Regions from separate parts of the Bos taurus genome. Here region 2 is linked to region 1. The links are chromatin contacts, called in public Hi-C maps. All regions are on one chromosome and are shown on one strand. Each heading gives the region's core, a stretch centred on a gene start, on an enhancer-like site or on the middle of the called end of the contact. The rest is flanking DNA. Distances are from core to core; before and after follow the strand shown. Region 1 holds the start of FES (FES proto-oncogene, tyrosine kinase). Region 2 holds the start of BLM (BLM RecQ like helicase).

Region 1 (6,795 bases), core at 2,941-5,440:
TCCCCTTAAAATAGTAAGCTCCCGGACTTCCCTGGTGGTCCAGTGCAGGTCTGCCAGTGCAGGGGACACAGGTCGATCCCTGCTCTGGGATGGTCCCACATGCCTCAGGGCGACTACTCCTGTGTGCTGCAACTCCTAAAGCTTATGCTCTAGAGCCCGTGTTCCACCAGAGAAAAGCCCTCACAGCACAACTAGAGAGTAGCCCCTGATCGCTGCAACTAGAGAAAGCCCTTTGCACAGCAGTGAAAACCCAGTGCAGCCAAAACTAAGTAAGTAAAGATAAAAAATAAATACATATAAAGAACTGTCTCATAAAAAAAATCCCAAAAAACAATAACCTCCTACCCTGCCCCCCTGCATCCCCATTTTCTTATTTTTCTCCATAACATCTATCACCTGTAACAGGCTTTCTGCTTTACTTGCTGATTTCCTTTTGTTTTTCCACAAATGAATAATCCTAGAGGACAGAATTTTGTCTCTATTTGAAAGTCTCTATTTGAAAGAATTTTGTCTCTATTCTCTGCTGGGTCACCCAGGAGAGCCTAGAATGGTGTTCAATACATATAATGAAAGTGAAAGTGCTAATCACTCAGAAGAGTTTCGTCCGACTCTTCTGTGACCCCATGGACAGAGGAGCCTGTCCATGGGATTCTCCAGGCATGAATACTGAAGTGGGTTGCCATTCCCTTCTCCAGGGGAATCTTCCTGACCCAGGGATCAAACCCAGGTCTCCCGCATTGCAGGCAGATTCTTTACCATCTGAGCCACCAGGGAAGAGCCCATACACATAATAGAACCCTGCAATAAGGGCCCCAGAATAATATAATTTGGATGTCAACTGACTGGCCCAGGGCTCATTTGCACGTGATTACAAGACTGTCAGTTTCACAGGGTGGGGTTTTCTGGACCCTGCCTCTGGGCGTTAGGGCTGTGGCGGGCTAGGTGGGAGCAGGGATGGGCGGGGCTGTGGGCTCACAGGATGCAGGCCATCTCCTGGTGCAGGTCTTGCAGGGACTGAAGCAGGCTGGGCAGCATGAGCCGGTGGTGGTGCTGGTGATGCAACTGTGCTGCCCGCACGCCCAGGACGTAGCGGTTGTGGTGAGCAAAGAGCTTCCACAGGCTGCGCACATACTTGTCCTTGGCCTTGTCACGGTCCTTGTCTACCAGATCGGGGGAAGGAAGTGAGGGTTACCCAGAGCAGAGGCCTAGGCAGCGCCCGCTGCCCCGTGATACCTGTGGAAGGGCCCGGGCTGAATCCCCACCCTTTTCAGGGAGGGAAGCCTCGGACCTTTGCCGGCCTCCTGGTACTTGCGCCGGGCCTGGGCGCTGTCCCGTGCCAGGGCTCGGTACTGGCTTTTCAGCTTCTCAATGTCCTGGCTGTGACTCTGGAGAGAGAGGAGGGATCGGTGTAATTCAGCAGGTCCCTGGAGGATTCCTGCCTAAGGTGCAGCCCTGGATGGGGCCTGTGGTCCAGGTGGGCAAGTGCTCCAAGCCCATACTTCAGGAAGGACCTGGAGACCCCTGAGACTTAGCCGTTGCTGTTGAGGTTAAGGTCAGAGGAGCTAGGCTAAGGACAGGGAGGCTCTGGGGGTGGCAGAGAGCTGGACTGGGCAGGCGACAACTGTCCCTCCTTGGCCTAGAGTGGTATCAGGTGGCAGGCGTGTGTGTGGGCTGTGCAGAGCTCCACGCTTAGAAGGACCTGTGCTTGGCTGAACGCCGTTGATGCCATCTTGAAATTCTTAATTATTTGTTGACAAGGAGCCCTGTATTTTCCTTTTGTACTGGGTCCCCAATTATGTTCCTGGTGGCAGGAACAACAGATGGTCAAGATTGGATGAAGACCCTAGTTCCCTGCTGATGCGCTGGGATACTCAGAACAAACCCCACCCCTCTCCTCTGAACCTCAGCTTCCTCATCTGCCACAGAGCGAAGTGCACAGACTAGATCAACCTTTTCCTTCAGGGCCAGAGCGGAAACATTTTAGGCTTATAGGCTGTGCAGTCTCTGTTAAAATTGCTCGGCTCTGGCATTTTAGCTCTTCAGTGCTATTGTTTAGTCGCTAAGTCACGTCCGACTCTTTTGTGACCCCCATGGACTGTAACCTGCCAGGCTCCTTCTGTCCATGGGATTCTCCAGGCAAGAATACAGGAGGGGGTGGCCATTCCCTTCTCCAGGGGATCTTCCTGACCCAGAGATCCCATCCGCAAATGCAGGCGGATTCTCTACCACTGAACCACCAGGGAAGCCCTAGCTCTTTAGTAGCCATAGTATGACAAACATATGGGCAAGTCTGTGTTCTGCTTACACTGCTTACAAAAAGCAGGCTGACACCTGAATTAGGTGATCTCCTGGAGAGAGGGATGACTGGGTGAAGACTGGCCACCAGGGGCCGCTGTGGGGCCACTGCAAAGCTGGGGTTTGCGCTGGGAAAAGGGGTGTGGTGCAGACGGCTGCCCAGCACATTGAAAAAGGCTAAAGCCTCCACGTAAATAGCTCCTATCAAACAGCCTCTAGACCGAGGAGCTGGGCAGGATTCAAATGCGGGCAGGCCCACTTCACAGCCCCAGTCCTTAACCTCCGAGTCAGGGGACCACGCTGCTGCCTCGTGGAGTCCCTGAGTCCCTGGGAGGAGTGAGCCTTGGGCCAAGTGCCATCCCTCTCTGTCTCCCTCAAGGGCCAGCTGGTGCAGTGCAGGAGATGAGCACCCCGCCTTGGTCCTGAGCTCCTCCCAGGCGATGGCTGGATCACTCATCCTTGTGCTTCCCAGTGCTCCTCTGCCCTGGCACACAGTAGGGGGACAGAAAAAAGAACAGAGGGGCCCCCCGCCAAAGGCCAGTCCTAGCTGCAGCGGGAAGGAGGGAAGGAAGCTGGACCTTGCTCTGGGGGCAGGCCTGTGGTCAGACACTTCCACTTCTTCAGGAAATCCAGGGGTTCCTTGCAAAACCAGCCCTCTAGGCTCAAAATGTAGGCAGGGAAGACAGAAGCCCACCCACCTTGGTGAACTCCTGCTGCAGCTGCTGCCACTGCTCGTTGTAGGTTTTGCGCAGTTGCTGGCGCTCCCGGATCAGCAGGCTCAGCTTGCTCAGGGGCCCTGAGTTCAGGTCCTCCGCGTGCTGCCTCAGCACCCGGCTCAGGCCCTCCGTCTGGCTGGTGAGCTCTGTCCAGGACTGCAGTGGGGAGGGGCAGGCAAGGCAGGGAGTGGGGAACCTAGCTTCCGAGGTGGGCCTGCCAAATCTCCAACCCTCCCCAGCGGGGGACTCCGGGAAATGGAAGGGGCAGGCGGACCTACCCAGGCACCCATGGGAATTTGCTGGTGGAGGGCAGGAAAAGGGGGGGAGTCTAGAATCCCACCTGACTGATGAGGCTGTGCGGGCCGATGCCCCGGCTCTGGCCCCCGCTATCCTGCAGCGACATGTGGTGAAGCAGCCCGGCATATTCCCTGTCACTCTTGACCCGCTGGGCCATCCATTTCCTCATGCCCTCCAGCAGCCGGAGCTCGGCCTCCTGCATCTGCTGCACGGCCCCGTGGCCCTGGGGGTTGCACAGCTCTGAAGAGAAGCCCATAGTGTCGTCCTGGGGACGGAGAGAGGAGAGGCCACCACTGGGGGTGAGTAGCTGGAGATGGACGGGGCGGGGGCGGCGGGACAGAGAGGCGAGGGGCTGAAGAGCCACAGACAGGCAGAAGGTAGACACTTGTCCCCCTGGAACGCTGCGATGGGTACGAAACACCGCCTGGCCTGGGAAAGCTGTCGGTGCTTCCCGTCCTGCCCCTCCCCACTGCAGTCCCAGGTGGAGGCCTGATGCCGGAGGTCTCCTCCCCAGGCCTGGAACAGAAACCTCCCCCAGTCTCCCTCCCTGGATCTTTCCACCCAGCTCCTGCTGCAGGTGCAAGATGTGCACTGGGCCCTCGATAGGGCCAAGGCTGCCCCGGCAGGCACCCCAGGCGGCCACCCCCCACCCCCACCCCCAGCCCCTACCCTCCCGTGGCCCCTGTTCCACCCTGTCCCATGTCCCTCTCTCTGATCGCCCGCCAGGCCCCTGCCCAACCACCTCGCGGGTTGGCCGCCACCTCCCGGGCCTCGGTACAGGTAGGTACAGGCATTACCGGTGCGGGCAGCTGCTCCTGGGCCGCCGAGGACCGACTTACACTCAGGCCCCACACCGCCCGGCCAGTTCCTGATTCCGCGCTTCCTCCTCCTGTGGTTTCAGTTGGCCCAGGCCCCGGGGCGGGCCGGCCAAGGGGAAGGGGCGGGCGGGAGCCCCGACGCCTGCCCGCCCCCCCTGCCCAGCGCCGGCCGCTGTCTCAGCTGCCGGCCACACGGGCCCCGCGGAAACGGAAGGGAGGAGGGGGCTGGGAAAGAATGGCCCAGAAGAGAGCAGTTTGCGCCGGGCACTCCCCAGGGCCCAGACAGCGCCCCGGGGAACAGCAGAGGGTGCTTGGGGAGCGCTAGCACAGGGCAGGGCTGTGGCCTTTGCAGTGGCCGGGAGGGCCCGGGGGCCCAGAACCTAAGGAAGGGCAGGCGGGCAATTTGAGCAGCAGGCCAGGGACGCCCCAAAGAGGCAGGGGGAAGGCTAGTCCAGGCCTTTCCCACCCCACTGGATTCCCCAAGGAGGGCTCAGGCGCCAGCCTCTATTTGAATAAAATTTCCTAGTAAATATCCCGAGGAGAGGCCTACTTCTCAGGCATGGATCCTCGTGGAACTGGCCTGGCTCCTCTCCCCACCACAGGCAGGGGTTTCCTGTCCCATGGGAGACCTGGGGCAGGAGAGGGGCCTGGGCCAGAGTGTGTGTGTCAGGGGTGGGGTGGGGGGTATGGCACTTTCAGTGTGGGACTCAGGTTCTCCCCAGCAAAGCCTATCTTGATTCAGTTAGGCCCCACCAGAGGCCTCAGCCCTACAGCTGCTGGCCTAGGTGCTTCAGCCAAGGGACACCCTGAGCAACTGGACCCCGGGCCATCGCTCTCCACCCAGCTGCAGCCAAGGCCTATGGCGGAGGAAGTAAGTGCTCAGCTGCTTCCACTCTGGGGCTTCATCTGTCCCACCCCTGGGGCTTGTTGCCAGCTACTGTCCCTTCCACACCTCCTAAACCCCTCGGGAGATTGCCTTTGGGCAGCTAGAGCAGGCAGGACATCATGTGGGCACATAACTCTCCCCATCCCTCACCCCCGCCCCATCCTGGATGCAGCCCTGCAGTCCTAGGAAGAATATCACACACTGGAGACCAGGTCTGGTTTGCATAGTCTGCACGTTTAATCACTTTAAAACCTCTAACATTATCTCGTGTCCATTAAATAGAACCAACAATGCTGGGCCTGTTTAAATTACAAGAAAAAAAAAATCACTGTGCACCAACCCAGTATCTTACAAAACCAGCTGGGCTGGCCACGGGAGGGTGGGGTAGGTGTGGGAAGAGGAGGGGGCACCTCTGGGCAGGTGGCTGGGTGCCAGGAGGGGCTGGGGGAGAGAAAGGAAAGGGAGCTCCCAAATGGGAGGGGACTGATTGTCCTAATGGGAGGGGTGCAAAAGGCACGTCAGAAGAGGGAGACATGGGGGGCAGGACAGGTCAGTGCTTTCTCCACCAGGGCACAGTGTTGGAGGGGGCTCGGTGCCACTGCCTGCCCACCCCTGGCACTTGGAGAACTAGTGACCCATGAGCCCTTGGCACGACGAGCCCCATCTCAAATGGACGACAGCCTGCCCCTTCTACCGTGATCCTCCTTCCCTAGGGCCCACTTGGCCTGGCATGCCTTGTCAGTATCCTGGGCTCAGCTGCAGCCCACCCCCCACACCTCAGGCCCAGGGCAGCCGAGGGCAACAGCAGGGTGGACAGTGGGTGTGGGAGGGTGGATGGTCCAGCTGCTGCTACCACCGTTAAAAATACAAAAAAAAAACCAAAACAAAACAGCATCTAAAGTGAAATAATCACAAAGTGAAAATATATCCTCAAACAGCCCCTGAGATCCCCACAGGGGAAAGCAGCATCGGGTGGGAGGCGGGAGAGGCCGGCTGGGCCACCGTCCCTCCCCACCACCCACCCAGGGGCTCCAGGGCTGTGAGTGCCAACAGCCCAGAAAGCCCCGGGCTCAGAAAACAGGGACTCGGGCCCTGGGGGGAGGGCAGAGTGTAGAGAGGGGAGGGTGGTCAGCACACCAGCCTGGGGCCGGGCCAGCCTTGCTAGGCAGGCAGCCCGCCCGCTGTAGTGGAGGTGGGCCAAGGGCCGAATGCACATGGGCACACATGTGCATGCCCCGGAAGTGCCTGCCCTGCCTTGGTCCCTTCCTTCGCTCACTGCTTTTGCCTGAGGCTCACCAGATATGCAAAACAGGGTCTGGACGCAGAAGCCCTTAGAGAGGTGGCCGCCTCCTTCCGATACCCCCTAGGCCAGTCTCCTGCTGCCTGGATGGGGCCCATTATTGCTTTAGAGGGACGGGGAGAGGCAGGAGCCGCAGCTCCGGTCAGGAATCCCGGGAGGGCCGCCCCTCTTCACCGGGTGCTCTGGCTGGGGCCTGGACCTTGGAAAGCTGCCCAAAGGTTTCATTCCTTTCTCCACATGGAGGGCTGCTGCGGGTGGGGACAGGCTCTCCCCCCATCCCCCCACCCCCAGCTGGCCCACCTCAGGCCGCCAGGGGGCCCAAGGGTAGGGTGGGAAGCCGTTTCTGCCCCTCTTGCCTCCCGGCTGGGCTCCAAACCCAGTCCCAAGATAAAAAAATACTTTGGTGAATTAAAAAGTGCCCAAGGAGGGGATGGGCTCGAAGGGGCGGGCAGTAGGCGCTCGTCAAAGGGCGCTCTGGTCTTT
Region 2 (6,795 bases), core at 1,372-3,871, 150 kb after region 1:
CTAGTGCTACTACTAAGTTGCTTCAGTCGTGTTCGACTCTGTGGGACCCCACAGACGGCAGCCCACCAGGCTCCGCCGTCCCTGGGATTCTCCAGGCAAGAATACTGGAGTGGGTTGCCATTGCCTTCTCCAAAATACCTACTATCTACATCAAAGGTCTCTCTCCTAACCTTAGAAGTAAATTAGGGCATTACTAACATATGCAAGAAAAATAATAAATTATTGCTTGGAGAGAAAGACAAACAGGTCTACTCCCTGCTGGTCCAGTGGTTAAGACTCTGCACTTTCCTTGTAGGAAAGTGAAAGTGAAGTCGCTCAGTCGTGTCCAACTCTTTGCGACCCCATGGACTGCAGCCTACTAGGCTCCTCCATCCGTGGGATTTTCCAGGCAAGAGTATTGGAATGGGTTGCCATTTCCTTCTCCAACTAGTACTACTATATTTAATATAGTGTTTATATTTAATTTTGTACTATATATTTCCTTTAAAAACTTTTTTAAAATATTTCAAACATACAGAAAAGTACAGAAAATAGAACAATTCCCATGTACCCACCAACCAAATTTAAGAATTTCTAAGTTCTGTCCTGTTGTTGTTTAGAAGCCATGGACTGTAGCCCGCCAAGCTCCTCTGTCCATGAGATTTCCCAGGCAATACTGGGGTAGGTATCTCCAGGGGAATATTCCAGAATCAGGGATCAAACCTGCATTTCCTGTATTAGCAGGCGAATTCTTTACCACAGAGCCACCAAGAAAGTCCAAACTCTACCCTATTTCTCTTTTAAAGGCATAAAACGTTTCAGATATATTTAAAATCCTATTCACTTCCCCTATCTTCCTCTCCAGAGACTGTGACTATCCTAAAGTGGATGTGTATAATTTCCCTGCACATTATTCTTTTACTGCACATCTAACACTACAGTCTTTTTCCAATTTTTAAATCCTGGGTTTCCTCATCAGTAAAATGAAGGCAATAGCTTCCGGTTGCTGGGAGGATGAGAAATATTATGCATAAAGTGGTTATCATGGGGACTGATGCTGAAAATGATTCAAGATCCAGAAATTTCCTTTGCTCCTACTAGACTATGAGTTACTTTTTGACAGTTAGCAGCCTGGCTAACTAAATGTTGTTTCAATTTAATTCTACTTATTATTTCACACAGAATACTCTGCCTCTCCCTTCTCCAATTTTGGCTTTCTCACTATGTCCCTTAACCTTTTTTTTTTAATTGAAGTCTAATTGCTTTACAATGTTGAGTTAGTTTCTGCTGTACAATAAAGTGAATCAGTTACATAAATTGCTCCTTACTCTTGACAGGGGCACAGGAGTGCTATTTATCCATGTTGGTGGCACCAGGAGCTGGCTGTTGTTTTTCTCCATAACTTGTGGCTGACTTTTGCAAACCCATAGACTGTAGCCCGCCAAGCTAAGCCCCTCCATCCGTGGGATTTCCCAAGCAAGAATACTGGAGTGGGTTGCCATTTCCTTCTCCAGGGGATCTTCCCAATCTTGGGATCAAATCCACATCTCCTGCATTGGCAGGAAGATTCTTTACCACGAGGGAAGCCCAAGCTGTCAGGTACCATTTCAGGCCACTAGACATCCAAAGTTGCAAGTAACCTAAGGGCAAGTAAGGGGTACATGAAGAATCCCCCGGTTGTACAAGGTGTTTTGGGGTCTGGCAGTTCTTAATTAAAATCCTATCTCTAGCATTTACAAATGCCCTTTCACAAAGACACGTGTTTGTGCTCTAGTCTCAATGGCTAAAGTGAGAACAATCCTACCTAGTTCTCTGGGTGGTGATAAAAGAATCCTTACTAAGTAGTAAGTACTCTATGAAGCATTTACTGGCATATACAGCATTAAGTCGGTTCAATACTAACAAAAACTCCAAGACGTAAAATAGGTCATCTCCTTCATGTAAGAAGGAAACTGAGGTACTTTATGAGTTGGAGAGCCACAGACCTAGTATGTGCAGAGGCTGGCATCTGAACTCAGGAAATCTGATACAGTCTGTGCCCTTAACCATTTCCCTTTGCTGGAGGTAAGCTACAGTTAAGATAAAGGGGTGCCGGGCACGTGGTACACAGCACTCAAAACACCACTGCCTGGCTCATGATTGTGGAAGGCCATTTAGAAACGTACAGTGTTTTGGTTTTCCCTCGGTAGAGAAACGGGGTAGTGCCAGGAATCTAGACAGTTGACCGTTCTGTGCCAGGCATCAGGGCAGGCACTGGAGCACACGAACAAGAACATAGTGGGTGCCAGGCCGGCTCTGCCCCCGACGCCCTGGGACAGCCTGGTAAAGTTAGCCCCCGCCCCCGGGCCTCTGTTTCCGCATCTGAGGATCTTCTCTCATGCCGCTCGCGGGACTGGAGGACTCCGGACTCTGGCCTAGCCGAACCGAGGGAGACAACGGAAGGAACCGGAGAGGCCTCCCTCTCCATCCCTGGGCCGGATGGCCAGGAACGGAGCTGGGCCAGGCGGACAACCCGTAAGTCGGCGTGTGCGGGAACTCACCTCTCCTACAGTCTGGAAGCGGGTGGAACCAGGATCTAAACTACCCGCGTCGCTGCCACAGCCCCGGGGCCGCGCGCCAGCTCATTTCGCGCCGGAAGCCGACAGATTCCGATTGGCTGCGTCCCGAAGAAGCCGACCAATACTGTCCCTCGGTGGCACCTGTCCCCCGCCCCATGGGCTGCTGGGGCAGGATACGCGTACAGGGCCGAGAGGGGCACGTATTCGCAAAGCCCAATCAAAGCCCGGAATTCGAGGTCAGGTGACTACAGTTAATCCCCCGGGCTTCCGGCCTTGGCAGAGTCCTTTGTTTTTAGTGAGTTAGAAAGTGTGTTGCAAAAGGCTGTCAGTGAGAAAGGCTCCTGGAACACGACTGTGGCTGAATTGAAAACCCCCGCGTTTAAGGGGAGCCTGAGATTTTTGAGTTCCCATAGGCCCCGCCAAGGCTCTGCGCCCCGGTCTTTTTGGTTCTGTCTCTGAGTCTTGAACTCCTGTCCTCTCCACCTGCTTGGTAACGCTGGCCTCTACCCCACACAGTATGTTCTAAGTGAGCAACTGGAAATTGTTATTGATGGAGAAAAGGGTGTCAAACTCAGATGCATGCAGGGATATGTGCAGTAGCTGAGTGAAAACCCATGCTGAGGTTCCAAGTGATTTTTTTCATCAGGAAACTGTGGGCCTTCTGATGCCAGATTTTCTTTACTCCCTAAAGAAATGAATTTATTTGTCCTTTAAAAAAAAAACTGAAAAATCTGTTTCAGTCCTATTTTGTGATTGAAATCTGCTAGGTTTTTTTCCATTTTCTAAAATTAGAGTATAATTGCTTTACAATGTTGTGTTTCTGCTGTACAACAGAAGTGAATCAGCTGGATGTATACATATATCCCCTCTCTCTTGAATCTCCCTCCTTCATCACCACCCCCACTGCACCCCTCTAGGTCATCACAGAGAACAGAGTTGAGCTCACTATGCGATACAGCAGCTTCCCTTTAGCTATCTAAATCTGTTTTTCAAATGTTCAGAAACAAAGCCTAATGGGACAATCAGAACACATCACTGTTGAATTACTCTAGGAAAAAAATGCAAAAGCAGAGTCAGCTAAGCAGACTTTTAATAGCAAAATGATCAAACAGGAAGCAGGATAGGGATAAAGAACAAAGAGTGAATAATTTACCAAAAGAATAAAGCGTTAACTTTTAAATTCAAAAGGGTACCACAAGTAGGATCCTCTCTCAGAATTCAATAAAGTTTGACCCTCAGCTGAAATCACCTAAACCACACACTGCCTGAATTCTCCTTCGCTTTTTTCTTCACTGTCTTTCAACTTTGTGCTCTTTTCCAGTGCGAGGCATTGTGCCAGGCCCTGGAGAGTGTCCTTGAGGAGCATACATTCTTTTAGACATCTTTTGAGGAGGCAGACACTTGTACACTTTATGACAACAACACAAGCGCTAACAATGCTGACCTATGTTACAGAGGTACCTAGGAGGGCAGATTTGTCAGGTTAGGTGAGGATTTCAAAAGGTGTGCTGATAGCTGAGTGATAAATAGCATGTATGATCTGTAGGCAGAGGCCAGGAGATGAAAAACTATGTAAGGTAGCTTTAAGAAACTATCAGAAAAGGGGAAAATAGAAATTACACATTAGAGGAAACAGATGACACACCTCAGTTTGGACTTCACTCTGAAGACAAATAACAATTGTTGGTTTTGGGGGCAAGAGAGATAGGGAGACGTTTGTGTACTACTCTTAGGTAAAATCAATGATTTTATATATATGTATATCACTTTATACATATATATAAATAAATGTATCTTCACCACTCAAGTTATATACCATTTCCAGCACCCCATAAGATTCTCTTGTGGAACTTCCATTGCGGAGTTAATTTCTACCCTTTTTCTCCCTGAACATAGTATCTTCAAGCTTCACCTGTCTGTGTACCAGTAGTTCATTCTCTTTTATTACTGTGTAATGTAGAGGAAAACTGAAAAATTTTGAAATGGTCTAAAAACATGAGCTCTGAAATGGTTTAAAAATTGAGTATCCAGTGAAACCATGGTGCTGCTAGCACACCCTTCTGGGATACCTGACTTGATATTTGACTTGAGTGTTCCATACCTTTCATCATCATGGAAATAACTTAGTGTTTTTAAAGATCTATTATTGTGTATAGAAATGCAAATTGTGTTCAGTGCAATGTATTTTATTACTGCACTGTGGGTTCGATCAGTTCTGCCAGGTTTTGCATCTATTTGTAAAACATTTCATTATTCCTCATTTATTATGTGCCTGCCTGCAGTACTTTGAACTTTTCTTTGAACTTTGTATTAATATCTTCCTGGGTCTCAATAATTAATGACTTAAATATTAATAAAAACCTTTGATACATTCATTTTATATCTATGTGAGAGCTTGATTAAACTAGATTTTTAAAATTATTCTTTAACAACAGTGTGCAGTTGTATGAACACAGTACAGTTTATTTATCCATTCATCTGCTGATGGACATTTTAATTTTTTCCCTTTGCCTATTATAAAGCTGCTATGGATGCCTTTGTATAAATCTTTTTGTGAATAAATGCATTAATTTTTCTTGGTAAGTATCTAGGAATGGAATTTCTGAGTCATGGAGTAACTTTGGTGAAAACAGACTTGTTTTCAAAGTGTAACTTTTTACACTCCCACCAACACCATATGAGTTTCTTACTTTCTGCATCCTTGCCAACACTGGGAATGGTCAATCTTTTTCATTTTAGCTATCTGTAGTTATTCTGTGGTATCTCATTGTGGTTCAATTCACCGTTACCAGAGAAGGTTTTTATGAAGGAAGGGACTGAGTAAATTTACATTTTAGAAAATTTTTTCTGGCTTTTATGTAGAGAATGATACTTGTATACCAAAGCTCATAGCAGCATTATTCATAATAGCCAAAATGTGGAAAGAAGCCAAGTGTCCATTGGCAGATGAATGGATAAACAAATGTGGTCTATACATGCAAAGGAATATTATTCGATCTTAAGAAGGAATGAAATTCTGATATATGCCACAACATGAATTGAACTTTTCATACTGTTCATGGAGTTATCAAAGCAAGAATACTGAAGTGGTTTGCCATTCCCTCCTCCAGTGGACCACGTTTTTCCAGAACTCTCCACCATGACCCGTCTGTCTTGGGTGGCCCTACACAGCATGGCTCATAATTTCATTGAGTTAGAAAAGGCTGTGGTCCATGTGATCAGATTGGTTAGTTTTCTGTGACTGTGGTTTTCATTCAGTTTGTCTGCCCTCTGATGGATAAGGATAAGAGGCTTATGGAAGCTTCCTGATGGGAGAGACTGATTGAGGGGGAAACTGGGTCTTTCTCTGATGGGCGGGGCCATGCTCAGTAAATCTTTAATCCAATTTTCTGTTGATGGGTGGAGCTGTGTTCCCTCCCTATTGTTTGACCTGAGGCCAAACTATGGTGGAGGTAATGAAGATAATGTTGACCTTCTTCAAAAGGTCCATGCAATACCACACTCAGTGCCCCCAACCCCACAGCAGGCCACCACCAACCCACACCTCCGCTGGAGACTCCTGAACACTCACAGGCAAGCCTGGGTCAGTCTCTTGTCGGGGCACTGCTCCCTCCTCCTGTGTCCTGGTGTGCACAAACTTTTGTTTGTGCCCTCCAAGAGTCTGTTTCCCCAGTCCTGTGTAAGTTCTGGCAGCTCTATGGTGGGGTTAACGGCAACTTCTAAGAGGGCGTATGCCATACCCAGGTCTACAGCACCCAGAGCCCCTGCCTCTGCAGCAGTCCACTGCTGACCCATACCTCCACAAGTGACACTCAAACACAGTTCTGGCTCAGTTTCTATGGGGTCTCTGTGTCCTGGTGCTCACCAGGTTTGTTAGAGCCCTCCAATCATCTCTGGTGGGTATGGGGTTTGATTCTAAATGCAATTTTGCCCCTCCTACTGTCTTACTTGGGCTTCTCCTCTGCCCTTGGACATGGGGTATCTTTTTTGGTGTGATCCAACATTCTCCTGTCGATGGTTGTTCAGCAGCGAGTTGTAATTTTGGAGTTCTCCCAGGAGATGAGCACATGTCCTTCTACTCTGCCATCTCAAAAGGCAAGATGGATGAGGATGTTTGCTATGACCAGCGCATTCTCTTGGCAAAACTCTGTTAGCCTTTGACCTGCTTCATTTTGTACTCCGAGGCCAAATTTGCCTGTTACTCCAGGTATCTCTTGACTTCCATTGGAATGGGTGAATTTGACTCAGATGACCATTA

What was found. A called contact is a pair of places that touch in the nucleus more often than the background predicts.
Region 2: a contact with region 1 is called in a Hi-C map of skeletal muscle, with 3 times the contacts expected there. The contact joins the promoter of BLM here to the promoter of FES in region 1.

What each region holds. Positions count from the first base shown.
Region 1 is chr21:21,775,466-21,782,260 of ARS-UCD2.0, forward strand. It overlaps FES (FES proto-oncogene, tyrosine kinase), which reads right to left and starts at 4,191. Exons shown (of 19, transcript NM_001032300.1): 1 at 4,148-4,191; 2 at 3,352-3,573; 3 at 2,994-3,167; 4 at 1,289-1,385; 5 at 977-1,160. The coding sequence starts at 3,564. FURIN (furin, paired basic amino acid cleaving enzyme) reads right to left here. Exons shown (of 15, transcript NM_174136.2): 15 at 6,463-6,795. The coding sequence ends at 6,775.
Region 2 is chr21:21,930,504-21,937,298 of ARS-UCD2.0, forward strand. BLM (BLM RecQ like helicase) reads right to left here and starts at 2,622. Exons shown (of 20, transcript XM_010816994.4): 1 at 2,520-2,622.